3 separate regions of the Mus musculus genome follow, and all the other regions are linked to region 1. A link is a contact called in public promoter capture Hi-C data. All regions are on one chromosome and are shown on one strand. Each heading gives the region's core, a stretch centred on a gene start, on an enhancer-like site or on the middle of the called end of the contact. The rest is flanking DNA. Distances are from core to core; before and after follow the strand shown.

Evidence for each region. Promoter capture Hi-C pulls out the DNA fragments that hold promoters and counts their contacts.
Region 2: a promoter capture Hi-C map of hippocampal neurons shows a contact between it and region 1, with 7 times the contacts expected there. The contact joins the enhancer-like site here to the promoter of 4930592C13Rik in region 1. A contact is called at or near these places in 9 of 39 promoter capture datasets (the 3T3-L1 cell line, cranial neural crest, hippocampal neurons and 6 more) and 4 of 115 datasets of contacts at active chromatin or transcription factors (differentiating embryonic stem cells, embryonic forebrain, embryonic stem cells and 1 more).
Region 3: a promoter capture Hi-C map of liver shows a contact between it and region 1, with 2.9 times the contacts expected there. The contact joins the promoter of Wls here to the promoter of 4930592C13Rik in region 1. A contact is called at or near these places in 7 of 39 promoter capture datasets (the 3T3-L1 cell line, 3T3-L1-derived adipocytes, hematopoietic stem and progenitor cells and 4 more), 3 of 115 datasets of contacts at active chromatin or transcription factors (epiblast stem cells, extraembryonic endoderm stem cells and large pre-B cells) and 1 of 9 other capture datasets (adipose tissue).

The regions. Positions count from the first base shown.
Region 1 is chr3:157,531,798-157,535,689 of GRCm38.p6, reverse strand. 4930592C13Rik (RIKEN cDNA 4930592C13 gene) reads left to right here and starts at 1,600. Exons shown (of 2, transcript NR_152231.1): 1 at 1,600-1,680. It overlaps Zranb2 (zinc finger, RAN-binding domain containing 2), which reads right to left and starts at 1,525. Exons shown (of 10, transcript NM_017381.3): 1 at 1,216-1,525. The coding sequence starts at 1,271.
Region 2 is chr3:154,569,134-154,573,025 of GRCm38.p6, reverse strand. No RefSeq gene overlaps it. Among named protein-coding and RNA genes, the nearest start is that of Gm40186, 4.0 kb to the right of the region's middle. Within about 2 kb of position 1,990, at least 27 of the 459 cell types and tissues checked have an H3K27ac peak or open chromatin away from gene starts, as enhancers often do.
Region 3 is chr3:159,837,717-159,841,608 of GRCm38.p6, reverse strand. Wls (wntless WNT ligand secretion mediator) reads right to left here and starts at 1,959. Exons shown (of 12, transcript NM_026582.5): 1 at 1,562-1,959. The coding sequence starts at 1,667.

The DNA.
Region 1 (3,892 bases), core at 351-2,850:
AATTTGAGTATTATAGTATTTATCAAATCTAAAACTAAAGAACAGAAAACAAAACCACAACCAACAGAAAAAAGTGTAACCTTATGACATTAACTAGTTAAGTTTTCACACACTTGCACTACTTTAGTATTTGTTAAAGCAGTTAGATACTCCAATTTAAAGCTTAAATAAGTAACGACAAAGAATCCACCACCCTATTAAAAAACAATGAATGAGATAAAATAGTGAAAGGAAGTGTAACACTAAACTGAATGGCTCCAGACAACTTTAAGGTCCCTTTTTCTGTTAAAAAAAAATACACACGTTCCAAGTAAAACTGAAAATATATTCTGAAAACTGTCTCCTTGATTTACATATTCAGTACAAATAACATTTAGTTTCTGCCGAGTTTAGGTGTACAGGACTTTGAATGAAGGGTCCTCCCAAAATATACATGGGTGCTTTCAGTAAGAACACAAGAGCACAGTTTTCTACGAGTCACACAGAAGGCAGAGAGGCTGGTGTCTTAATCTCTGAAGGGTTCCAAAGTGTCACACAGTTCCTGCAGTGACAGTCCAAGAGGATCTCGGTTCTAGTCTGCTGACTTGGTATGCTTAGCCTGATATCAGTCTGATACCAACCAAGTGGATCTGAGTGACATCATTTCCTTGCTCTCCACACACTGCCCATGTTATTTCGGTGTTAACTGTAGTCGAGCAATGTATTTTCTAGCAAAGGTACTTCAGGCTAGACGCTCTGCAGTAGACAGAAGAGTAAACCCGGGTTTCCTTCAGCTCTGACTCTGGCTTTCCAAGAACACGAGCTGGTACATCACTTTTCTTTAAAAATAGGGACACCTATTCAGAACGATCTCTGTGGCCATAAGCGGAGCACACCGGCTTCCCGGCCACGTACGTGCCCAGGCCTCCTGCCTCTCGGCAGGAGGATGAGAAAAGCCAAGTCACTGGGGACGGATCGCAGGCCCGAAAGCACGGCGGCCGCAGGGAGGGAGCGAGGGACGGAGGGAGGGAGGGACAGCGAGCGGCCCCGGCAGAGCTCGGAGCAGGGCCACTGAACCGTGAGCTCAGCTCCGCGCGGGGTCACGTGCGGGCCGCCCGCGACCGCTCAAGGCCGGCAGCGACCGCCCCGCCGTCCCCACAAAGGCCGCGACCCCGTCGCCGCCCTCACAGGGACCTCCCGGCCACCCCAGGTCCCACGGTATCCCGCCACGCTCACTTCTTGTCAGGGCAGATCCAGTCCCCGTCACTGACTCGGAAATTCTTGGTCGACATCTTGGACGCCAGCAGCAGTGCCGCCCGCAGCGACGTCCCCACCGGAGCCGCGGGGGCCTCGCGCCGGGCTGTCCTCGCGCCGCCGGACCCGCCCTTCCCTGGGGTGGGGGAGAACTCACACCGCCGGACCGCGAGCCTGGAGCAGCGGTGCGGAGACGACGCCCAGGAGCCAGCAGCCCGTCCTGAGGCTCTGCTTCGCTTCGGCCTTACCGAGCTCCTGAGCAGGCGTTGTGAGGACAGCCCGGCCCGGCGGCCATCGCAGCCGAGTTCTCCGCAGGCCGAAGGACCCTAGAGAAAGGCGCTTCCGTTTCCGGGGCGGGGCTAGGGCGCAGAGGCGGAAGTGACTCGGCGCGGCTCGATAGCCCACGGGCTTGCGCGTTGCCTAGGGTTTACTGGGGCGAGCAATAAGGTGGGAGGCTCGAGTCTTTGGAGAAGATACTTTATTTTTATTTTTGGACAGAGACTGAGGATTAAACCAGGTTGCCCCGGACATTACTGTTTCATACATACCACTTGGAACCTCTGTCAGGCTTCTGTAGGCCACGTCAAAAAGATAAACTTTTTTTCCTGTGAGAACATAGGGTCTCACTTTTAGCTCCACCTGGCTTGTGTAGTTAGGCTGCTTAGTATTTGGATGGAAAAGTCATATTAATGAAGGGAGATATCTCTCCTTCTTGGGCTGTTGCTTAAAAACTTAGCTTTAAAAATATTTAATATGTGTGAGAGATAAGCCCTGTACACAGAGGAGCCACCCCAAGGTTTTAGAAATAGGAAATAGTATTGATACAATTCTGACCCCAACTCACTACCTTTCCCCAGATTTAACACTGGCCCTTTGGGTTTATTCTCGTTCTTTATAAAAGATTTAGTTCATATACTGTATGCTTATTTTTTAAAGTGAGAAATGGTACAATTTACTGTGACAGAGGGTTGCTTTTAGTTCCGCGTAGTTTCTGAGTTTGCAGTTAGTTGCATGTAGCTCACTTTTATTTCAGTCATGCATATTCACAATTCTTTCTTGTGACAGTTAAGCCCCAAACCCTGCACTTTGTCACAACGTGCATTCAAGTATTCTTTTTAAAAGATTATTTATTTTATTTATAGGAGTACACTGTAGCTGTCTTCAGACACACCAGAAGAGAGCATCCGATCCCATTACAGATGGTTGTAAGCCACCATGTGGTTGCTGAGAACTGAACTCAGGACCTCTGGAAGAGCAATCACTGCTCTTAACCACTGAGCCATCTCTCTAGCTCCCCCCTCCCCCATGCAAATATTCTTGCAAATATTCTTACAGTTAACACCCAAATCTATGTTTTGGCATTGTTGATCAACTCTCGTGAACATTTGTGCACACGGGTTCTGGCATTTATATTTCTCGCATATAGCTCTTATCCAGGAGAAAAAAAAATCATTAAACTGCTTTGGTTTTAATGTCTAACACTTTTGATACTTATATTCATCTTGATCATCTCACTTGAAAGCTCTTGGATGTATTTTATTCTGATAATTGTCCACACCTTCCCAGTTATTTCATATTGTATAATCACTGATTTTTTCCTGGATTTTTATCTTGGGTAATGTGGAATTTTTATTTTCTTTTAGCAAGCAATCCTGGGGTTGGCATCACAGGCTCAGTCTTGCGTGTGAGTAATGGTTCTATATCAGTTGGCACCGCTGAGTATTAGCTGTGCTTTTATGTGTGTGGGTGTTTTGTCTACATGTATGTCTGTGCACCATATGTATGCTGGGTGCCCTCAGAGGCCAGGAGAAGGTGTGGATCCCCTGGAACTAGAGTTACAGATGGTTGTGAAATCAGCATGTGGGTGCTGGGAGTCAAACTCTGGACCTCTGGAAAAGCAGTCAGTGCTCTTAACCACTGAGCCAACTCTCCATCCCCTGCTATCTTGATCTTGCTATCTGTCCTTCACACAAACACGTGAATTGTTTTGGTATCTTAGCAGTACTTTTAATTGTAGTTCATTACATGAATCATATCCATCCTGCTTTGCTTGGTTGATACTTGAGCACAGAACTTGTATGGGTTCAGACTAGATTTGGAGGACATACCTCTCTGTCCATCTCTTTCTTAGATTCCTCTCACGTAGTCTGTCTTTCAGTGTTCCCTTTTCTTGGCCCTTTTGTGAGAAATACGAGGTTTCCCTTGGATTTTTAGCAGCTTGTCATAGCTAAAGCATTTGACTAGGGCCCTAACACAGGGTGAAGTGATGAGGGAAAGAGAAAGGTATGGGATGTTTCCCACCCCCACCCCCCACCATCCCCCTCCACACATGTAAGAGTACAGAGACTTCCTCTCCTTGTCATTATATGAAAGTATAGTTTCTCCTATACTTTCACTCTGGGTGGGAGGAGAGCTGTGAAATATTTTAAGTGTTTCTTTACAATCTGGTAGCGCACAGATGTGCATTTCCCCAGTTCATACGGTTGGAAAAATTGTTTTTAAATTAATTCAATTATTATTAATTGTGCTGTTACTACAGATTTACTAGCTAGTTGCCTGGCTAGCTACAAGAGAAAATAGCGGAAAAAAAAAAGCAACTATCAACAAACCCATACTATACCCATCCTACTAAGCTTTGGCTCTCTTTGGTAGTTTGCCC
Region 2 (3,892 bases), core at 741-3,240, 3.0 Mb after region 1:
CCTGCTGGTGGTGGTATGCCTTTAATTTAAATTAAAATTATAACAGAATTCTCTCCTTTAAAATTATTTTCTCAATGGTTTATCTTTAGCTTAAAATTTCACATAGTTACAAATAAACTTAATTCTAATATTTGAAATGAGACTTCTTAGCTGGACAGTGGTGGCAAGCATCTTTAATTCTAGCACTCGAGAGACAGAAGCAGGCAGATCTTTGAGTTTGAGGCCAGCCAGCCTGGTCTACAGAGAGTTCCCGGACAGTCAGGGCGACACAGAGAAACCCTTTCTTCAAAACCAAAGCAACAGCAACAACAAAAAGGAAACAACAGGCTCCTAACGCCACCTGTTTTGTCTGTGTGTTGCTTTGGAGTGGCAGAAACTATCAATGCCTCCTACAGCAGCAAGAATGGCATGATGTCAGAGGAAAGTTTAATTAACCCGTTTTACAAAACAGAGAGCGGGCAAGAAAGGGGTGAACAGAACGTTGAGTAACTGCCTACATCGGCCACCAGGTGGCAGAGTAGCACGCACAGTCCTAGAGCGGCTTAGGAGGCGCCGGTGAAGTTCAAGAGCTTGGCTGTGCTTTATTTACAGTCCTACAATATTCCAAAGGTTTATTTTTTCAAAAGACATTATGAAACCAACTTCTATTGTATTTTTATAGTAATTATATGCAAAATGATAATATTTTAGTCATTTAGTGTTTTAATACTAAAAAGCTATTTATCAGGAATATTTGAAGCTGATACATTAAAAAAGTGAACACTAAAAACAAGTGCTTCAGTGTTTAGTCTGAGGTGTGTGTGTGTGTTTGTGTGAGTGTGTGTGTGTGTGTGTGTGTGTGTGTGTGTATGTGTACATCTGTGTGTATGTGTGTGTCTTGTGTGCTTCTTGTATGAATGTGTGTGTGTCTATGTGTATGTGTGTGTGTCTGTGTTTGTGTGTGTACTTAAAATTGTTCTGTTCACTTTCATATTTTTAAGTACATTTCACTTATTAGGTATGTAAGTAAAAATTTGTAATCCTATTTGTGCAATTTCAAAGATGAATCTGTGTGTTAATGCTTATGTATGTGTATGTGTGCATGCCTGTGTATGTATGTGTGCGCGCGCGCGTGTGTGTGTGTGTGTGTGTGTGTGTGTGTGTGCGTGCATGCAAATGCACTCATGCACTTCTAGAGAAATTACAGTTTCAATACATCTGTATTGAATCTACAAGTGTTCTGGACAGAGTAGATAATTATAGCCAAATTCATCCGGACTATATAGATTTTCGCCTTAAATTGTTTTCTTCTATGAGTACAAAGCTCCCACGTTTCATATGGGCCTTTCGATCTTTATGCTCATTATAATGCTTAACACTGAGCAAACAAAATGCTTCAATATCTACATTTAACAATCCAATCTAAAGAATGCACCGCTATCCATTCCAAATGGCCATTCTAAGTGTGTGGGTGAATATGTGGTTTTGTGGTTGCACATGTCCATATGCTGACCAGGCAAGAGGTCAGCCTCAGATGTTTTTCCTCAGGCACTGTGTACCCTGTTTTGAGATGGGGTAGCTGACTTGGCCAATAGCTCACCAGTTATTCTAGGCTGTCTGGCCAGGGGACCCCAGGGAGTCCATTGTCTCCACTTCCCTAGTGCTGGGGTTACAAAACAGGACTATGCCTGATTTTTTTACATTCTTGCTAAAGAGCAAACTCTGGCTGTGCATGCAGCCCTCACTGTTAACTCAGCGTCCTTCCAGACCCTCCAGGGAATTTCTGATATCTCCGTTTCGAGGGTCTTTGCAACACTGGTTTTCTCTGAGATTCTAAAGCTGAAGTGTCAATAGGACCCTTTCAACTCAGTAGAGCAAAGATTGTTCCAAGTACATCACAGCTAGAGTGTAAGACAACGGTTGTGGCTTGGCTGTGTGAAAGTGGAAATCAGCTAAGAGAGACTGGGAGGGGAGACTGGTTAGAAGCTCTGCCCTTCCTGTAAACATGTGCGATCAAATGTTGAGAAACCGGCGATGACTTACCTCCTTGCTACTAGCTGCTAGATGGAGCTCAAGTAAGATCTGGCTCGCCCGCATAATCTCTAGTTTACACGTCCCATTTAAAAGACAAAGGAGCAGTTTTGCTAAATATCGCATTTGTATTTTCACTTACAAACTAACAGAGGAATTTGGCAGGCGCCCCTCCGTGAACTTGGAGCGCTTACTTTCTGGCGGGGCTCCTCCTTGGGTCCTAAGCTTAACTGCTTCTGCAGACGTTTCTATATTGCACTCTGGGTAAATCAATCCTCTAAATGGGAAAAGGGGCATTCTTTCACTCAGGGGGTGAAGGATAGCTCTTCAAGTGGGGACATTTATTTCATCGGCCGTTTTCTTTCTTTCTTTCTTTCTTTCTTTCTTTCTTTCTTTCTTTCTTTCTTTCTTTCTTTCTTTCTTCCTTCCTTTCTTTCTTTCTTTCTTTCTTTCTTTCTTTCTTTCTTTCTTTCTATTACTTCTCTTTCTTTAATCTTTCCATTGTTTTAAAAAATTAAAAAGGCTTCATGTGATCCCGAGCCTCGGTTGTTGGTCAGTGGCCTGCTGCCCTGTTGACGTGAGCAATCTAAATATAGGAATGAGGGGATCGTCCACATTGGCTCTCAAGTCATGCTTTCTTTCTACGGAAAACACACGATTCAATTTAATTACATCATCTGTCATTCTCCAGGACAGGGCTTCCAACAGGGCCAAACAATCCTGAAGCCAGTTCATCTCTTTTAAAGAGGGCTAATCAGAAGGGATTTGCGATATTGAAATAACGGAGAGGCCGTTGTGATTGATTCTGAGCAATTCAGGAATGAAGAATTCTTCCCCAAAGCCCCAAATCATTGAGCCGGCTCTGTTTTAAAATAATGGAAGCGAGCCGCATCTCTTACATATCACACCGGTGCTGTCTGTGGGTTCCCCAAACGCTTGGAATGAAATGTGTTTCTATCAACAAGGATGAATGGATTACAAATGACAGCAAAATGCATAAGGCAGCTCTGTACAATTCTGAGAGCAGAAATCCTTAGTGTTAAAAGACAGAAATCTGTTCCGGGAAAATAATATTTAAAGAGAGTTTCCACACCAAAATTATTTCCATTGTTTCTTTACAACAAGAAAAGACAAACATTGCGGAGGAACTTTCCACAGCCCTGTTGACGGGAATGCCAAGTTTTGCTACTAATGTAGAAAGCAGTAATTACGTTTTTAAAAATGACAACTCTGGTAATTATACATTTAAAATATGAATCCCAATGTTTAATTAGGTCATATGACTATAATATCAGCTTGCATGAGCAGCACACCAATTTCTAGCAATTCAAAGAAATACAGGCATAAAGGCTGCTATGATTGTGACATTTAAATAGAATGAACCATAATGTACTACATTATTCTTTAAATATTTTAATGTTTACCAATGTTATTGAGTAATGAAGTTTGTCATCATGGCTTATTCTTCATAAATAATTACTCTGGTAGCAATGAGTGTACTAGAACATTCGTGTGTTCCTTCCAAATTAAACACATAGCTAGACTCAAACATACATTTGAACGTGGTTTTGTATATTTCAATATGCCTAAGTAAATAATATGTTTCTTAAATTAATTACAGCAAGTTTTATGTTAGGAAAGTAATTCTCATTTTACCCTGTATTATAAACCCGTATTTATTATTATTATTATTATCATCATCATTATTATTATTACGTTCACTTCTTCCCATTTTTCATTTATAAATTCTGCATCTCTTGGCTTTTTAGTCTTTGTCTCACTGATTACTATTTCCAAGAAGCTTAAATGCCTGTGCTTTACAAAGTTTCATTTTGTCGTAGTTTTTTAAAATTAGGTTTTCAAAGCTTGTTTTAAATTACTC
Region 3 (3,892 bases), core at 710-3,209, 2.3 Mb before region 1:
ACAAGATCCAATAGCATCCAACTGCAACTGCTCATCAAGGGAAACAAGAGGTGTAATTGTAACCGCGGTGTAATCACTGAGACTGCTTCTGCCTACAGCTCCCAGCAGAGAAGTATTAAGAGCCTGGAAAATCCAATTCAGAGAAAAAGAGATTGTACATGGCGTAACGAAACAAAAGCTGTGTGTGTGTGTGTGTGTGTGTGTGTGTGTGTGTGTGTGTGTGTGTGTGTGTTTCTGTGTGCTTTGCCCATATGGAGGACAGAGGCTTAGAAATGTGTACTCGACCTCCTCAGAACTCCCTTCTTGAAGCTTCTCCTCTCCTTTGTTTAAAACACTTAGCCTGGTGTTACAAAGATTGCCATTACCAGACACTCTGGAATGCTAACCCAACACACCCTAGTCTATAGGAAAAACACCGTACCCACTACTCTCACCCCCTCAAGGGAGCTCCTGCGCTGCCCAGGGACTCCCTCAAGAAGCACAGACCCCTGCTTGAGCTCTTCCACCCAGCCAAGAGCAACAGCCAGCCCCAAGGAAGCTAAGCTGCCCAGCAGCGCCCGCTCCGAAGTTGGCACTGAAGTTTGTCCAAGGATGTCCGGAACCTTGAGGAGAAAGGGACATGAGGTGGAAAAGACAGTAGGAGTAAGTTGAGTTTTCCGAGTGGATCCTAAGGCAGAAGGTCAGTTACGTTCGAAGCCTTTTTTTTTTTTTTTTTTTTTGGTGCGCACTGAGAAAGTCTCCCTGGCGCCTGGGAGCTGTCACCTGAGGGCAGCCCAGGAGGGAGCAGGAAACATCCTCCTGGCGCCAGGGGAGGACCTCAGGCTTCAGACTCACTGGATCTTGGGGCTCAAAGCAGAGGGGGAGGGGAGATGGCAGAGGGGACAAGAGGCAAAAGCAACACCTTTCAGACAGGCTTTCTCCTACGCCCTCTCCAAGTTCGTGCTGAGAGGGCCAGGACTCTCCCAAACCACTCTATGAGTCCTCAGTTCAAACAAGTCCACCGCCAGAGATGGGTGGGGTGGCGGCATGGAAGCCAAGGGCTTAAAGGTTGAGACCCTAAAACCAGCTCTAGTCCCTCGCCGAGACAACCTAATGCATTTACACAAGCCACAGCCAGTAACAGCTCGCGGCTGGCACAGGGCTTAGCTCCCGACTCCCCTGTTATTCCTAATAAAGTCGATTACGTTGCCCTCCCGGTGCTGATTGGAAGGGAACCGAGAGGGAAAGGGGGGCGGGCGAGGGAAAGAGCACGGGGAGCAATCAACTTTGCGACCCAGCACTTCCTCGCGATCCGTCGCCATGCTTAAGATCCACCCCCACCCCCTCCTGCCTTTCAAGTGGATACTGAAACTAGGCCAAAACTTTTCCCCTCCTTTTCTCTTTGCCACTAGACTGGATTGTGCCCCATGGAGCCCCATGGAGCTCTGCTTTCTTAAGCACAATAGCCGGACTAATTAGATCATAGAGGCAAGGCAGCGATACTGTAACAAGTAGCCCAAGAGGCAAAAGAGGGAAGGGCCGAAGAAAGGGAAAGGGGAAAGTTTGCAGCTCTCACACTTACCGATCAAGCCTCCCACCAGAAAGGCAACGATTTGGAAAACCAGAAGAATCCCTCCAACAATGCAGAGCTTCTTGGTACTCATGTTTTCTATAATTGCCCCAGCCATTTCTGCGACCCCCTTTCTTTTCTCCTTTAAGTAAATGTTTTAGGGTATGCTTTCGCTTCCCCTCTCCTTCTTCCTTGCCCTCTTTTCCTGGTGCTGCAAAACTTCAAGGGTGCGTTAGCAGAGGAGGTGGGACAGACCGCAGGCGCCCGCGCGGATGCCTGGGCGAAGCCGCTTGGGCTCCCCAGATGCCCAGAGCTGAGACTGCGGCCGCCCGGCAGCCAGTGGACGCTTAAAGAAGCAGGGAAGCGGATCACATGACACGCCTCCCTCTCTTTCTTCCTCCCTCCCTCTCGCGCTTCCTCCCTCCCTCCCTCCCTCTCTTCCTCAACCCTGGCCCGCCAGTTCAGGGATCTCAGCTCCCGCCAGCTCTGGCTACCCGCCCTCAGGTCTGGCCTGCAGCTTGCCCCGGCAACAGCTAACATCTTGAGGGGGGTCGGGTGGCTGGTGTTGTTAAATGGGCTTGGCATACGCAGTCTCTACCATGTTTCCTTTTCGGGTTCCCAAAGTATGGGATTTAAGTTACTCATGGGCCTCTTTGCAAACCCTTAACTTACATGTTGAACCCACCCCACCACCAGCCATTTGAACGCTAGGAAAGAGGTGAATTTTAAAAAGGAGTCTAATGAAGTTAAGTCAAAGTATAAAGAGAAGAAATAAGGTCTCTGTTCTGGTACCTTCTGCCTTGCCCTATCCTGGAATTATAACCCGCTAAATTCCTCATTACACGGCCCTTCAAGAGCCTTATTATCCAGACAAATCAAACGTCTGTTCCTTACTCTACCCTGGACTGCCAGTCTTGGTGTTGACTATTACCTAAACGCTTTAAAGTTCATTGAAAACTCGACTTGTTTTAAAATTCTTGTTTTGGTTTTTTACACCACCTTTATGTTCCAAGGGTCGATCCCCTCCAATCATGCTCTCACATTTTCACCTTCTATAAGGTCTTATGAATGCACATTTGTTTCCATTACTAAGCTGTAAATTTCTGGGAGACTGGGACCAAGTTCAATTCTCTTTGTATCTGCCCCCACCCCTCAGTGCCTAACAAAATTCTCACACTAGGAGACCCTGCATGAACTTTGGTGGAATGAATAAATGAGTGAATGTTTAAGCAAGCCCACAGCTTGCATTTAAAAAGCCTAAAGGACTTTAGTTGGGTAGGTAGTATACATGTTAAATAGTACCAGTTAGAGTTTCAGGTGGGTGGTCACAGCTACTAGGAGGCTGAGTCAGGAGGATTAGTAATTTACGACCAACCTGGATAATTTTAGAGACCCTATCTCAAAACAAAAACTAAAAAGTGATCTGGGCCTCTTGTTTAACTTGATCTGAGGTCCTAGATTCAAACCCCATGGAAGGCAGAGGAGGAAAGAGAATGTTAGCTCTTTGAGAGATTTACTTATATTGATACACTACATCCAAGGAAAAGTGGTGATCTTAAGAGATTTCTTGATAAGGCTGACCCAAACTCCAGGGCCTGGTTTTTCCATGTTTCATAAACTGTCTATTTAGCCAATGCAACTCAAATCACACATTAGCTTTATAAAGGTACCTCCTGGCCTCCCAGTACAGGTTTCCAAAGCCACCAGCATACCTGATTTCTTGCTTCTTGTCATCTTCCTGTGGAGGAACTATTTACTGTCCTCTTCTTCCTTCAGTTACTTGTCCAACATTTGCTTACAATCTTAATGTGTTTTCTTTTCCTTCCTGAGCACTAGAGATTATATCAAAACTTCAAGAGTATTCTGAAGGAACTACAGGGTAGTTGTGATTCACTGTATAATGATTTTCCAAATTGTAATTGCTGTGTGTGTGTGTGTGAGAGAGAGAGAGAGAGAGAGAGAGAGGAAGAAGAAGAAAGAGGGAGGAGGAGGAGGAGGAGGAGAGAAAAAGAAGGAAGGAAAAGGAAAAAGGAGGGAAGGGAGGAAGAAATTGATATCCTTATTCCATAGGGATCCTGCTGGAAACTGGATAATGGGATTGCTAAAACTGAAGTGTTCATTTCAATTGGCTCATGGCCCTTTAAGAATCATCTTTTTATATCACCGTCCCTGCTTCATCAAGCCTAAGCATAAAATCAGATAGAGTCTTAGTTACTTTTCTATATCCATGATAACACATCATGACCTTGACAATTTCTAGAATAAAGAGTTTATATGGACTTACAGTGCCAGTGAGTGAGAGTTCATGATTTTAGAGTAAAGGTATGGCAAAGGAACAGTTGA